3 separate regions of the Mus musculus genome follow, and regions 1 and 2 are each linked to region 3. A link is a contact called in public promoter capture Hi-C data. All regions are on one chromosome and are shown on one strand. Each heading gives the region's core, a stretch centred on a gene start, on an enhancer-like site or on the middle of the called end of the contact. The rest is flanking DNA. Distances are from core to core; before and after follow the strand shown.

Region 1 (4,244 bases), core at 40-2,539, 5.6 Mb before region 3:
TTTAAATAGTTTGCAAAGATAACTCTTTAAAGGGTTACATTTATTACTGGCCCCTTTCATATAATACAATGGTATTCCAAATGAGGATCTTTAATGGATGGAGAAAAAAAAAGAATAGAAAAAATTTAAAGTATCTTAAAATCTGATATAACAGTTGCACTTATTATTTATCCTGTAATAGTTTACACACACACACGCCTATTATTTTTTAATTTTAAAAAATTGCAAGCCTTTAATCCCAGCATTCAGAAAGCGAATCTCTGAATTCAAAGCCAGCCTGGTCTACAGAGTGGGTTCCAGGACAGCCAGGGCTTCACAGAGAAATCTGTCTTGAAAAACCAATAATAAAAATATTTTTTATAGTGGGGAGATCTTTCATATATATATGATGTGTATATATATATACACACACATACACACACATTATAGGAGCTGTAATAAACAGAAAAGCACATTAATACATGTGATTGTTACATTTTGAGCACTAGATGATTAAGGCTTACTAAGTTGCAAGCCAGGAAATAACATGTCAGCTAGTCTTTATAATAATTTAGTGTCAAAATCATTAACAACAAACCTAAGTTAAACCCTCACTCCGGTACCAACAAGTCACATGGCTCTAACAGGGTTCGGGTGTTCTGTAAATCAAAATTAGTCTCTATCCACGTGTGATCAAGCAAGGCGGTTTCTTCTCAGTTGACATCTACTGGAAGACAACACAGGAGGGGCTGGGCTTTTACCTACTAGTCTGGTAAGCCAGTGACATATCATGTTCTGGCAGAGGCTGATGGCCTTGTTTGCTGAAAGGTTGCCCAATCTCAACGCCTGAATCCTTTACTCGGACAGTTCGGATGAAAAGTCGTAAGGGTCAGCTCTAGCAACAAAACGCTTCTATGCCTCCTCGTGCCGCCAGTAGGCTACACCCTCTTGGCCTATTCGTCCCTCTGACTCCTGGGCTTTGCTAGGCTGGGTAGACCTGTCCGCTCTCGCGAGTACACCGAAGCACACTGGTCTATAGATTGAGTAAAAGGAGCAGAGGCTAAAAACACCAAGCCTCTCTCAGCCCAGTCTCAAGATGGCGACGATGCTGGCCAGCTTCCACCCAGCCCAAGGCCATCTCCCCTTCCCAAAGGCCCCTGCGCCGCAGGCGAAGGCGAGCTAGAGGAGGGCCCCACAGAGCTGCGATCGGGGCGGGGCAGAGCCCGTCGCCATCCCACGCACGCGCAACCCCGCCTCGCATCCCGCCTCCGGACTCCGAGCCCTCGCCCGGCAGGGTTGGCGCGCGCTGCCTGTCGGGATACTCGGTCCGCCCACCTAGTCCTCTCGTCCAGTGCTGCGTTCGCGAGATCCGTATTTCTCCCAAGATGGTGGCGCTCCTCTTTGGGTGACTCCAGGAGACGACAGGGCCTTTCGTCTTTGCCAGCACCTCGTCGCCCCTCCTGCGCTCGCTCTCTCGCTCGCGCACCGGGCCACGCAGCTGTTCACCGCCTCGTTACGCTTCTCTTCCGTCGACCTGTCGCTGACGGTGGCGCCTCCTTCTGCTTCTCTTCGGAGTTGCTCGCCGCCCTCGCCCCCCACTGTGGACAGATCGCGACAGCAGCGCTTCAGCGCCGACTTCAAGGTTGCCCAGGCGCCTGGCCTCTCGGCCTCGGTTTCCTGAGGAGAAGCGCGGGTCCCGCATGAGACCCGGCGGTGGCGCCAGCGAAAGGGAACGAGGCGGTGGCGGGCGGCGGCGGTGGACGAGGGCGACAAGGACCAGTGAGGCGGCCGCAGCTGCGAGGGCCGCAGCCCACGCGCGGGGGCGAGGACAGGTCAGTGCTGCTGCGGCTGCGGCCTGCCCGGCGCGCTCCCTCTGGTCTGTACCGCCGGTCCCCTCGTCACCCTCCGGCCCGCGCTGACAGGGTAGGCGCCGGGCCCTCACCCGCCTCCGTGAGCGAGTGCTTGGGGCGCGTGGTCTGGAGGGGCCGGTGCCAGGACTAGGCCCTGGTGGCTGCGGCTGCTGCAGCCTTAACTGTCAGTGCTGGCTGGACGCAGGAGGGAGGGTTTTGTCACCCACGGGTACCCGAGTGGGCCCGGGGTGGGGCGGACGTGCAGGGCGTCGAGATCGGGGGCCTCATCTAAGCAGAGATCGGAGAGCCAGCCGTGGCTTCAGGCTGCGAAAGGCAGGCCTTTTCCTCCAAAGGGGCGCTCTGGTGGGGAAGACATATTTAGATGTGTGCTTAGTGGGTTGGGGTATTGGGGGTGGATTGGAAGGAAGACGGATGAAGCGGCACCTCAAGCCCAAGGATTGCGCTCTGGTTTTATTCGTGTGCTGCTTCTGGTAGGATTCAGTAGTTGAACGTGAGTTACTGATTCCTCAGAAACTGCTGTGTTAATTTTCAATGCAAACCTGTAAGCAGTTGGCCTCCTCCTCTTCTCCCCTCCCCCTTTTCAGTTGAGAAAATGAAAAGGACGTTTTCCCCATTTTGATGCGGAGGCTTTTTGTTGGAAGAATCAGAGTTGAATGTGCTATAATTGCGTTAGCCTTAAAAATAGAAAGTATAATTTTAATAAGACTTTATCAGCTTTAGAAGAATCCTCTAAAGACAATTTTACGTCAATTTTTTTTATGTCTTTTGAGCATGCTAAAATAGAACAGTATAAAATCTCTTTGGGATTGCGTTAAATAGCTAGTGTACTGTTGGAAATGTTAACTAAATAGTATATGGGATGTGTTATCCACCATTATCTTACTTCGTGAAGGATATTCGTATAACCCATGGTTTTGGGAGAAGCAGCAGATTATGTTAAAATGTTTTGGATAGGGAAGTGCGTTTGAAATAAAGATGGCCTGAACTTTAAGAAATACAGCTGTTAAAAAGCTAAATATCAAAGCCCTATTGGACAAGAGACACGACGAATGTTTTTGACACACCTCAGATTAGTTAATACTCTTAAGATATCTTTTTGGTAAATTATGTAAATTTAGAATTGAGGAGAGATAAAAGGAAAATTTTGTCTTGTTATGTATGACAGAAATTGCTTTAGTATTAAATTCTCCTCTTAAATAGACTGCTTACTGCACTTTTAAGGAAGTGGATACTGCATCTGTATTGCTGATAAGCCTAAGTAAGGATGACTGTAAATCCATAAATACTTAGCTTTACAAAAAAGCCATGTATCAGAATCTGTAATAAAAATGAGAACTTCAACAATTCGCAGTCTATCGTTTAAGAAAGATACAGCACATAATAAAGATGAGATGACTTGTAGTTTTGTTTTCAAAATCAGAATGTAGGTTGTGAAATAATTTGTGTCAATATTTACCTTGCATGGTGTGTTGTGAAGTGGTATACACATACTTCTTTGGATGTTGCTCTTCATATAACTGAGGAGCTTAACTTTGAGTTTAGAAAATTCCTTTTGTATGCAGGTTTTGTAGGTGGCTTTTTTATCCCTGAAATAGCCACCATCACCCTTTTTTTTTTTTTTTTTTGAGAAAGGGTCTTATGGTATATCGCTGGATGACGTCTAACTCTCCTCTTGGCTTTGTCTCCAGGGTTCTGCGATTAAAAATGTATACCACCAGGACCGGCTATTTACCCTTTTTATGGTTTTAAATTAGAAAAATGTGATTTCTACCTGAGACAAAACTCATTCTATTTGATTCGTTTTTTTTTTTTTTTTTTTAACATTGCATTCATTAGGTATCTATAATGTCTCTGACATGTAAATTTTATTCAGTTGTATTTCTTAAACATTTGTGTCTTCCCTCAAATAATTGCAGTAATAATTGTTTCTCTCAATTTTTATGAACATTTTCTTTTTAATTGGCCATAGCTATTTTTTTTTCTGTTCAAGAGCTTAAGATGATCTTTTCAAATGTCCTTTAAAAAAACCAACACCTTAAATGAATGGTTACTGGTATATTATCATTTATTCTAATTAGGTTTGTTTGTTATTATTGATAATATTACTGTTAATGGATTTATATTATATTTATATGCAGCTATTAAAAACATCAGTGTTCTGATTTTTGCAACTGGAGATGAGTTTTAAGAGGTGGTCTTTTAAGTACTTTCAAATACGGAAAAACAATATAAAAATATAAAAATAGTCCTCTAAGTCTTTTGATGTTCTCTTCAGAAAGGCTTAGGATAATAGAGTTTTGGTTTTGACAGTTACTTTTTCTTACTGATAAAAATAAAGACAATGTTATGTTAGGCATGATGTCTCACATCTGTAAACCAACAATTGAGAGGCTA
Region 2 (4,830 bases), core at 1,611-4,110, 8.9 Mb before region 3:
TTCTGAATTTCCTAACCTGTATTAAGGTTACTTATATAGATCATAACCTCCTTCGCTGTGGCTCTCAGTGAAAAACTGGGCTTGCCTATAAATCACATTTACTTAAACTAACAAAGGTGTTCTGAGTACATAATGTATGAACAAGGGGATAGAGCCATGAAGAAAAACACAGACCAAAACTCTGGTCTTCATGAAAGTTACCTCCCAGACAGAAGCAAGGTAAAACAAGAAATAAAAGGGCACTGCAATGTGGTAAATGCCATGGTGAAAAATAATGCACACTAAGGCGCTAAGGGAGGAGGCCTTGATGAGGTAACACTGCGCAGACTTGAAAGGGATGGAAAAAGAACAAAGTGGCACTATAAACGCAGGCTCTACTTAAGAGCAGGTATGCTGTTTTCTGGGAAAGGAAAGATTACTATGGTTGAGTCTAAGTGAGCAAAGTTATGTGAGATACCACAGTAGAGTAACATTCCAACATTACATGTTAGACCACACAGGAGCCCTATAAGCAAGACACAAAGCCAAAAAATATGAACACACCTGCAATCCATTTATTCTTACTTAAAGTCCTCACAGAACTTTATACAAGTGTTAATTTCAAATTTATCTATACAAAATCAATACAACTAGCTATATACAAAATGTTATAGCTGGGAATGTTTTAATCTGAGATATGTGCTTAGTTCTACAATAAAGAAGTATGTAGAACTTTAGTTTGTCAAGTAGGGAGTTTTAAAGTCTCTAATACAATTTTTACTAACTATAACCTTCATGTTATACATTAAATCTCACAACTTACTCTATATACCTGTTACTTTGCATCCTTTGATGCAAGTCTCTCTTCAACCCACCATCACATGTCATGTCGCTCTACAGAGTTCTTGTGTCTACCACAACAAATGCCCTCAAATAAGTCAGATTTAGGTAAAGCTTTTTATATTTTCTATAGAAAAAAATTGGGTACTATTTAATCATATGTGACTCATTTTATATCTTCACAGAGCTTCAAAGTCAGTAGAACTGCTTTCCTTACATCAAAGGGCTACCACTTCAAACAATATCAGAGGATAGTGTTATTTCTCCTTGACAGCCACAGAAAACACATCTCAGAATGTTAGGCACTCATGAGAGGATCACTCAGAAAAGAGATTGGCTCTACTAATCCTGACTGCCATATCATCTTAAAATGTTAGAACTGAAGGGTCTCCTTATGGAGTCCAGGCTGGCCTTGATCTTGAAATCATCCTGTCCCAGCCTCCGGAGTGCTGGAATTACAAGCTTGTATCACCATACCTGGCTGTAAAAGTTCAGCTCTTAAGTCTACTTCTACATAATGTTTACTACTATCTAAAGCTTATAGCAGTCTCAGCTTCAGGTTTAGCTCATTTTTCTTGTGTGTGCACACCTAGTAGTGGTATTTCCCGTATCTGTGAAAAACTAAAGAAAACAACATTATCAGTCATTCTCCACCTTATTTTTCCTGATGGGGCCTCTCAATCAACCTAAAGTTTACTGACTCAACAAGACAAGCTAGACAAGAGGTGGGCAGGAACCTCCGGGCAGTGGTGGCGCATGCCATTAATCCCAGCACTAGGGAGGCAGAGGAGGCCAGCCTGGTCTACAGAGTGAGTTCCAGGACAGCCAGGACTACACAGAGAAACCCTGTCTCTATAAAAATCAAAACAAAAAACAACCAAACAACCAAACAAAAAAATACTACAGAACCTAATCTCCGATCTAACTTAGCAATACTGTTAGAAATTAAAATTTTAACTTACATGTAAGTTTAATATGGTCTTTCTTTTAAAAAACAGAGATGATTTATTCATTCTCATTTTCTTGGAAACGCTATCCTTTATTCCCATTTAAAGTATTTAACCACGGCAGAGTAGTTCCACCCTGGAAAGAAGAAAATATGGAAGTAGGTGAAAGGACAGAAAATTACTAAATACTTAGATATATAGTTACTGGCCTTCCTGTTCTTTCACTTAGTAAGTACTGTAAGAGCTTCTACATACAGCTTACTGGAATGAAAAACGTCAAATCTCAGACTTCCTCTTTTAACTTTAAAAATAATTAATATGGTATCAAACGGGCACATGATATAGAATCTAAAGAAACTGCACTCAAGACCACTCCTAAACTAAATGCCTTGCCATTATCGTAGAGAAATCAAAGAAGCAGGAACCCCAAACCCTGCATTTTGTGTAAACCCTATTAAGTGCCAGGGAACTGAGTCAAGCAAGCTCAAAACGTTACAGCAAGCCGAAACCATCTTCTGAAAACTCACGAAGGCAAATAAAACTGATATGCAGAACTTAACGAGTACGCGACCGGACAGGGCCAACCAGCCAGACTTCTGCCGGATTGAATGGCAATCAATCCGACTCACTGCGGATCACCAGGGAAGCTGCGTCCACCCCAGAACACGCGAAAAAGCAAGTCGCCCCGGGGCCCTTCTCCGACCTCAGGCGGCCGACACAGCCCGCAGCTCCGCCCTGGAGCTCGCTTACAGGAAGTAGCTACCTTAGGGCCGTCGCAGGCCGGCGGGCGACTCGGCTCCCTCCGGGACGCGACCCCGGTGCCCGCTCAGACCCCCACGCAGGCAGCTCGCTCCTGCGCGCACACAGCCACCGTCTCCGGCGACGTCCCGCGGGAAGTTCGTGCATCCGAGACTGCAGTGAGCGCCGCCTCCTCCATGGGAGAGCCGAGAGGAGCCTACCTCGGACAGCCTTCGGCCGCACCGCGGCCAGCACCAGAAGAGCCGCCGAGAACCTGCCGGGAAACCTGGGCGCAGACTAGTGACGTAAACCGCGCGCGCTGGGCAGGCACAGCTCAGGCCCCGCCTCCGCAAGGCTCTTCGCCCCGCCCTGACAGCGAGCCGGAGGAGCCGTACCTTCTAAGGTCATCTTTGCTCACCTACTCATCAAAAATCCAGCCCTGTTATTTAAAATCCGATTTCCTGGGAGTCTTCACGTGGGACCTTTGGGATGGAGGAGGTGGGTTTGACCGCAAAGGGCGGAAGTGGGCGGGACAAGGAGGCAGGTTTCCAGGGAAGAGACAGTAAAGCTTGTGGAGGAGGACCTTGTGATTTGGACAAGAGATCTTTTCCACGAGATGCACAGGAAACAAAGTAATAGCTTTTTCTCGGCTGCTTTTGCTTTGAAAAGACCATTGAAGGCTGCTGAAAATCCTTGTTTACAGGATATGTTACTCCAAGAACATTTGTTTGGGTGTGTTTGGGAGGGAGATCCTTGTAAAATGAATTATACATTTATTGAAACATTAAAAACAGCACTGTAGTTTTCCTATCTCCTATGCTAATGCTTTGGACGTGATGGTCTAAAACATTGAGGGAGTGGCTAAGTAGCTAATTTAAAAGCTACTCTGCTGTGAACTTGACAACCAGATACCCAAGTGTCTTAGAACTGGCTCTTGAGGACTTATTTTGCTCAATTTTTAGGGTAGGCTAATTTCTAGATGACATGCAAGTGGGACTTTGATGATCAGGTAAATACAGAATGACTCCAATTTTTCCACCTTTCCATGTGTCCACAAATTTTACAGTACCTGCATCTCCACTCTCCCTGAATCTGCATTGGCTGGGGGAATGGTATTGAGCAAAGAAAAATGCAATGAAACTTGATAAGAAGCCCGGACTGGTGGGCAGGAGGGAATAATGGAGAACAAATGTAGTACAATGTAGACCAGGAACAAAGCCACCATACTGACTTCCTTCCTGGCTAACTCAGAATTGCTGGCAAGGGTCAGGTTGGTTCACATCAGCAAAACTGCCCCACTGACCCATCGGCCTAAAAGAAAGAATAAGTGATTGCCACCTCATTTTGGTTTAAATTGATAGGCAGCAATAACTTAACTGATAAAGATGGCAACAGACATCTCCAAAGACCTGTTGATTATCATAAAGGCACTGGTTGGTTCATTTGAACAGGTGTGTGCCGTATGTGGGATCAGCATTGTAATTTAACCGTGGTAGAGAATTATCTTGTGGCACCTCCCTCTCCCTTCCCTTCCTCCTTCTCACTCCCTCCTCCCCATTGTCCTAAACATCCAAGGTACAGATCCTTCTCATCCATCTGCTTTCATCATTACAATCCTTTAGCTACTGTCACACTCATTATCTGGTCCTCCAAGCCAGTACTCACATCACACAGTGGAGTGAGTGTGGTGTGTGTGTGTGTGTATGTGTGTGTGTGTGTGTGAGTGCCTATTTAGTATGCTGCGGGCTCCTTAAATGCGCAAATCATTTTTCTAAGTCATAATGTTCCATATCTAATATTGTGTGACTGTTCAAGCAGTGATCATGGGTACCTTTAAAGTTTTAAAATCTAATTTTTGTAGGCCCTTAGGAGACAGAAACAGCAGGATTGCCACAAATTGAAGACTAGCCTGAGCTACATACACATTTTCAGGGAAGCTTGGTTACAGCGTGAGACATTGTTTCCAAAGGAAAACAAAACAAAAGAAAAGTTAAATAATATTGTAATTCTCATATGTTCCTGATGGAATTTAAACTAGCACAACCTTGGGAAATGGACTGACAGCTTCTACAAAAGTTGAATATAGTTAAACATGGTAGCAGATACCTTTAATTCCAGCACTTAGAAGGCAGAGTTCAACCCAGTCTGGTCTACACAGGAAGTTCCAGGACAGATAGGGCTATATAGACAGATGGTGTCTCAAAAAAAAAAAAAAAGCTAAACATACTACAACCATATGACCCAACTGTTTAAGTTATCTATCAAAAAGAAATGAAAACATTCATATAAGCATGAGAGAAATTGTAAATAAATATTCTATAGCTAC
Region 3 (4,563 bases), core at 189-2,688:
AATGCTAGAAAACACATCACATAGATTTCGTGGGACCACAAGTGCTCACACCCAACAGAATATGTATATTTAAAGCTGTGTTGACAAGAAGCTAAAACAATTTTATTTTCAATTTTAAAAAGACTTTTATTTTTCCCCAGGAACTAGTCATTAAGATAATAGCTACCCTGTTTCTTTATCGTCTAGAACATCAAAGCAATTTACCAAAGTGTTCCTTCTTGAATATGTTTGGCATCATACAATTTCATTTAGGTTTAGAAAGTTAGAAAACTCTTTATAAACAAAAAGACAATTAAATGAAAATTTAAAGCTCCAAACCATAATAATAATAATAAAAAAATCAAACAAAAAACCCTGCAACACATCCTAACGCTCCAAGGCCTTTATGCGTAGCAGAATCAAGCTTCCTCCGACCCCCATTCCCCCTGTTCTTTTATACTGGATCTCCAGAGTCCCTCAGACCATAACTCAAAGAGTTCAAGAGGATGTGGCTGGGGCACTAGCAGTTGCAGGTCTAGCCCTACTCTCCTCATCTGCCAAAGCCTCGCAGTATTGTGTGGGCCAGTCTTTGGGGTCCTGGTTATGGACTTTGGCCACAAACTTAAGAACTTTCATCTTGCTGGTTTCCAGGTTGGTTCGCGGGCCCCACTGTAATTCATAGTCCACAGGATCGGTGTGGGGTATCCTCCGGTACTCCAAGTAGCGCTGCCGCACAAAGTCTTCGGTAATGAGTTTCTTTGGGTCGCCAAAAATTAAGTGTTTCTTAGTGGGGTACACTCCGAGCCGTCGCAGGAAGTCCCAGACCTCAGTCTCGGTGATGGTGTTGCCTTTCATGAAGATAAGCCCCAGGACTATCATAAGCAGGCCCGAGATGGGGGTACCCTGATCGCCCCTCATCTCCGCATCCGCCTCCACCGGCTCCAGCATGTTGATGAGGATGTAGCTGTGGCTCTTGGGCTCCAGCTCCACCAGCTTGTACCCGAACACGTATTGCAGGCGCTCGGCGGCCAGCTTCAGAAGGTTGGGGTACACGTCCCGGTAGTCGCCCACCACGTGCTTCAGGATGTCCGTCCGCTTGATCGGGATCTTCTTCTGGTCCTTGATCAGCAGGAACTGCACCAGCTCGGCCACCTTCAGCTCCAGCTGCTTCTGAGTGCGCGGCCCCACGGTCGGGGCCGACAGGGAAGCGCGGGAGCCCTGGGAGGAGCCGCCCGCGGCGCGGGACGTGCTGGGTCCTTCCTCGCCAGCGCCTCCCCAGTCCCGCTCCGGGTCAGCCTGCGTGCTGGGCCGACCGCGGCCCCTCGGCTTCTGCAACATGTCCCCGGTCGGCGGAGAGCAGGCCGCGATCGGGAGCAGCAACCGCCAGAAGACTCCGCCGAGCGAGCGCGCCCCAGAGGCTGGGAGAGAAGCTGCGGCGCGCGCGTGACGTCACGTCGCCGGCGCGCTGCGTCCGGGAGGCGGAGCGATACGACTGGGAGCCAGCCTGCGGGGGCGGGGACTCTTCATAGCTACTGCGCATGCGGAGGGCCTCGGCGCTGGCAGCAGCTCCTCCTGGGCTTTATCCCCAGTTTTAATGAGAATTGAATGGTGTTTATGAGCTCATATAAATAGAAAACAAGAACCAAAACTTCTCGGCAAGTGTGCGGTTGAGTTCTAGGGCACACCTGTTTAGACACGTCTAATAGTTTTTGGTTAGTTTTTAAGCTACAAAGTTTGTCTATGGAACACAAAGGATAAATGTGTGCGGGTGGGAAAATAAAGGGAGAGGAGGAAAAGATCTGGAAAGTCAAGAAAAAAAAAAAAAGAGTTACCGGGCAGTGGTGGCGCACGCCTTTACTCCCAGCACTTGGGAGGCAGCGGCAGGCAGGTCTCTGGGTTCGAGGCCAGCCTGGTCTACAGAGTGAGTTCCGGTGCAGCTAGGGCTACACAGAAAAAACCTGTTTCGAACCCCCCCCCCCCCCCAAATAAAAAAAAGTGTTGACTTGTGCACCAAATGCGGGACATGACAGACTAGGGGACCCTGTCCCGGTATCTGTCCTTGGCAGAGTTCATTCCCACCTGGCCAGTTAATTTCTGTACAATCCCTTGAGTCTGTAAGGGAAGTTATTCTTAAAAGCAAGACTTCTGCAATTTTCAGGTTCACATTCTCTTCATTGAATTTCAGTTAGATGACCATGAGAAACCACGTAAGCACTGCCAATAACGTGACTTAGTTTGGTAATGTGGACTGACCTTTTGGAAGACATGTTTGGGAAAACTGCCGCGGACCCACATCCACAATTTTAGCAGAAACATGTTAGAGGAATGCTAACCCCAGAGGCACTTGCTCTCTCCAGAGATTACCATTTAATTTAGGTTACCAATGATTGGGAGTAGCAATAATGTGAATTTCTTAATTCTCTCTCTTAATATATAAGCTTTAAAATCTCAATAAGAAAGAGAAGAGCTATCATCCTTTATAATTTGTGGTGTGTGTGGCTTGTAGATGGTTTAAATTGTGCAACTCTAATAGACAAAATGAGTCATTTCATTAACTCAAACCATCAGCAGTCTGTTGCTATTACTGCTGTGGATCTCAGCAAATGGGTTTCTTCTCCATTTACTGACAACGGAACTGAGTTTTCCTCTCTCTTTTTTAAAGCTACCAAGAAAATAGGTAAACTATTCAGAGAACGAACTCAAATTGATTTCCTCCTTAATGCAAATATATTCAGAGGAAAGCAATTCAGATCACATTATTTGAATAATAACACCAAAACATGGCCTTATTAAAATTTCATTAAATGTAAGCAGCATAAAATTTTTGTTTATAATTCAATATGAAAATGCACTCTGATAATGGGACCTGCAATGCTAATATAAAATCCCACCCCATGTTGTGATTCAAGTGTTCTGAAATCTAGTGAGCTTTGAGCAGTAACTTTCTATTCCATACAGGGTCTACGAAGACATCATCAAAGGTTGGTCGCAATGGCAGAGGCTGCAACAGTTTGAATGTGTCCTTTAAAGCTTGCATGTTGGAAATGTAATCCCCCCACTGAAGAGGGCTTTGTCCTCATGAGTGAATGAATGCCATGTTCTCTGTAATGAGTTAAGATTAAATCAATTTTGCCATTGTACTCTCTAAACCTCTCACGACACAGTGATGCTCCACAGATGTGGTACCTGGCCCCTAGTCCTCCCACCCTTCAGAGTCACGAGTGGAGGACAATTCTCCTATTTCCAGTTTACTCACTCTGTGCATTATTTTACAGCAACACAAAATGGACCGAGACCAACTAAATAAAACACAGCATCATGACACTCTTCCATTCATCTGCTTCAGTTTCCCTGCATACTGAATTCTGTATTTAAGTTCATCAAAGCCTCCTGCGATCTAAAAAATCTGCAAAAAGGTCCCTCCAGAAGGATCAGTTGTGCCTTGAGCCAAACAATTTCAGCAGCCAAGAGATAAGAGAGAAAAGGAAAATAAGATGAGAGCTGCTGTCAGCCATCAGGCTGCGTTTCAGTATTTTCTGTGTTAATTTCTTCACAGAGAACCATGCGACTCCAGAAGCTAGGCTAGCACCCAAGACTAGAAACCACAGCATCTTTTAGCAGCACCCCCCACACAGACAGCAGATGATCATGACTCAAAACACAGGAAGAAGGATACAGTTTTAAATCTCAAAACACCTTTCTCCATGCCATCCAGGATGCAGACGAGAAAACACAGGCACAGAATGATGTTATTAAAATGGAGGTTAGAAGTTGCAATGAGAAGGTCACCCAGACCCTGCATCCTACTTCCAACCGACAATGGAAACTATGAAGTCCTAACACGGAAGGTGGCAAAGGCAAGAGTCAATGCCTTTGCAAAGGTAACTGCAAACACTGCCTCTTCAGCCTCACACCAACCCTGTGGGGCCTGTTGGTCTATTACTTTCATTCATGGAGAAACAGATAGGTAGAACGTAGACAAGGTGACCCTGAAGAATATAACTTTGGCCTCAGGGAATCTAGACTACAATTCTGGAAAAGCTACCCACACTCCAAATTTCAGCTTCCAGACCAACAATCTGAAACCAAGGAATTCCGAATTCAAAGAATTAGCTGGGATTTGTTTGCTAAGGACCTAGCACAGGGGCTGGCAGGGTGCTTAGGTACTGTTAGTTTCTGTTTAGGGGTTGACTTTCTTAGGGTCCTGGTCGGGCTGCAGAATTAAATTCATGAGGCAGTTTTAAAATTTAGTTTGGTTTTTGCAGTCCTGGGGGTCAAATCTGGGGCCTCTCATACATTGGGCAAATGTGCTACTATTGTGCTATGCCCACAGCCCAGGAGACAGATTAATTAAATAAATGTATACACCTTTAGTCCAAGTGGAAGGAGACACAGTCCCTTTTTTAAAATAACAAAACCAAGTTTCAAAGAAGACTGCGGGGAAGTGGTGGTGCACACCTTTAATCCCAGCACTTGGGAGGCAGAGGCAGGCGGATTTCTGAGTTTGAGGCCAGCCTGGTCTACAGAGTGAGTTCCAGAACAGCCAGGGCTACACAGAGAAACCCTGTCTCAAAAAAAAAAAAA

What was found. Promoter capture Hi-C pulls out the DNA fragments that hold promoters and counts their contacts.
Region 1: a promoter capture Hi-C map of pre-B cells shows a contact between it and region 3, with 4 times the contacts expected there. The contact joins the promoter of Ube3a here to the promoter of Nsmce3 in region 3. A contact is called at or near these places in 3 of 39 promoter capture datasets (cranial neural crest, liver and pre-B cells).
Region 2: a promoter capture Hi-C map of pre-B cells shows a contact between it and region 3, with 6 times the contacts expected there. The contact joins the promoter of A230056P14Rik here to the promoter of Nsmce3 in region 3. A contact is called at or near these places in 1 of 39 promoter capture datasets (pre-B cells) and 1 of 484 Hi-C or Micro-C datasets (pre-B cells).

What each region holds. Positions count from the first base shown.
Region 1 is chr7:59,227,461-59,231,704 of GRCm38.p6, forward strand. It overlaps Ube3a (ubiquitin protein ligase E3A), which reads left to right and starts at 1,290. Exons shown (of 11, transcript NM_001033962.2): 1 at 1,290-1,811.
Region 2 is chr7:55,959,671-55,964,500 of GRCm38.p6, forward strand. It overlaps A230056P14Rik (RIKEN cDNA A230056P14 gene), which reads left to right and starts at 2,861. Exons shown (of 6, transcript NR_015495.2): 1 at 2,861-3,002. Nipa2 (non imprinted in Prader-Willi/Angelman syndrome 2 homolog (human)) reads right to left here and starts at 2,823. Exons shown (of 7, transcript NM_001256130.1): 1 at 2,530-2,823; 2 at 1,782-1,902.
Region 3 is chr7:64,871,602-64,876,164 of GRCm38.p6, forward strand. It overlaps Nsmce3 (NSE3 homolog, SMC5-SMC6 complex component), which reads right to left and starts at 1,439. Exons shown (of 1, transcript NM_023239.5): 1 at 81-1,439. The coding sequence starts at 1,317. The coding sequence ends at 478. The region is part of intron 2 of Fam189a1 (family with sequence similarity 189, member A1); the gene reads right to left.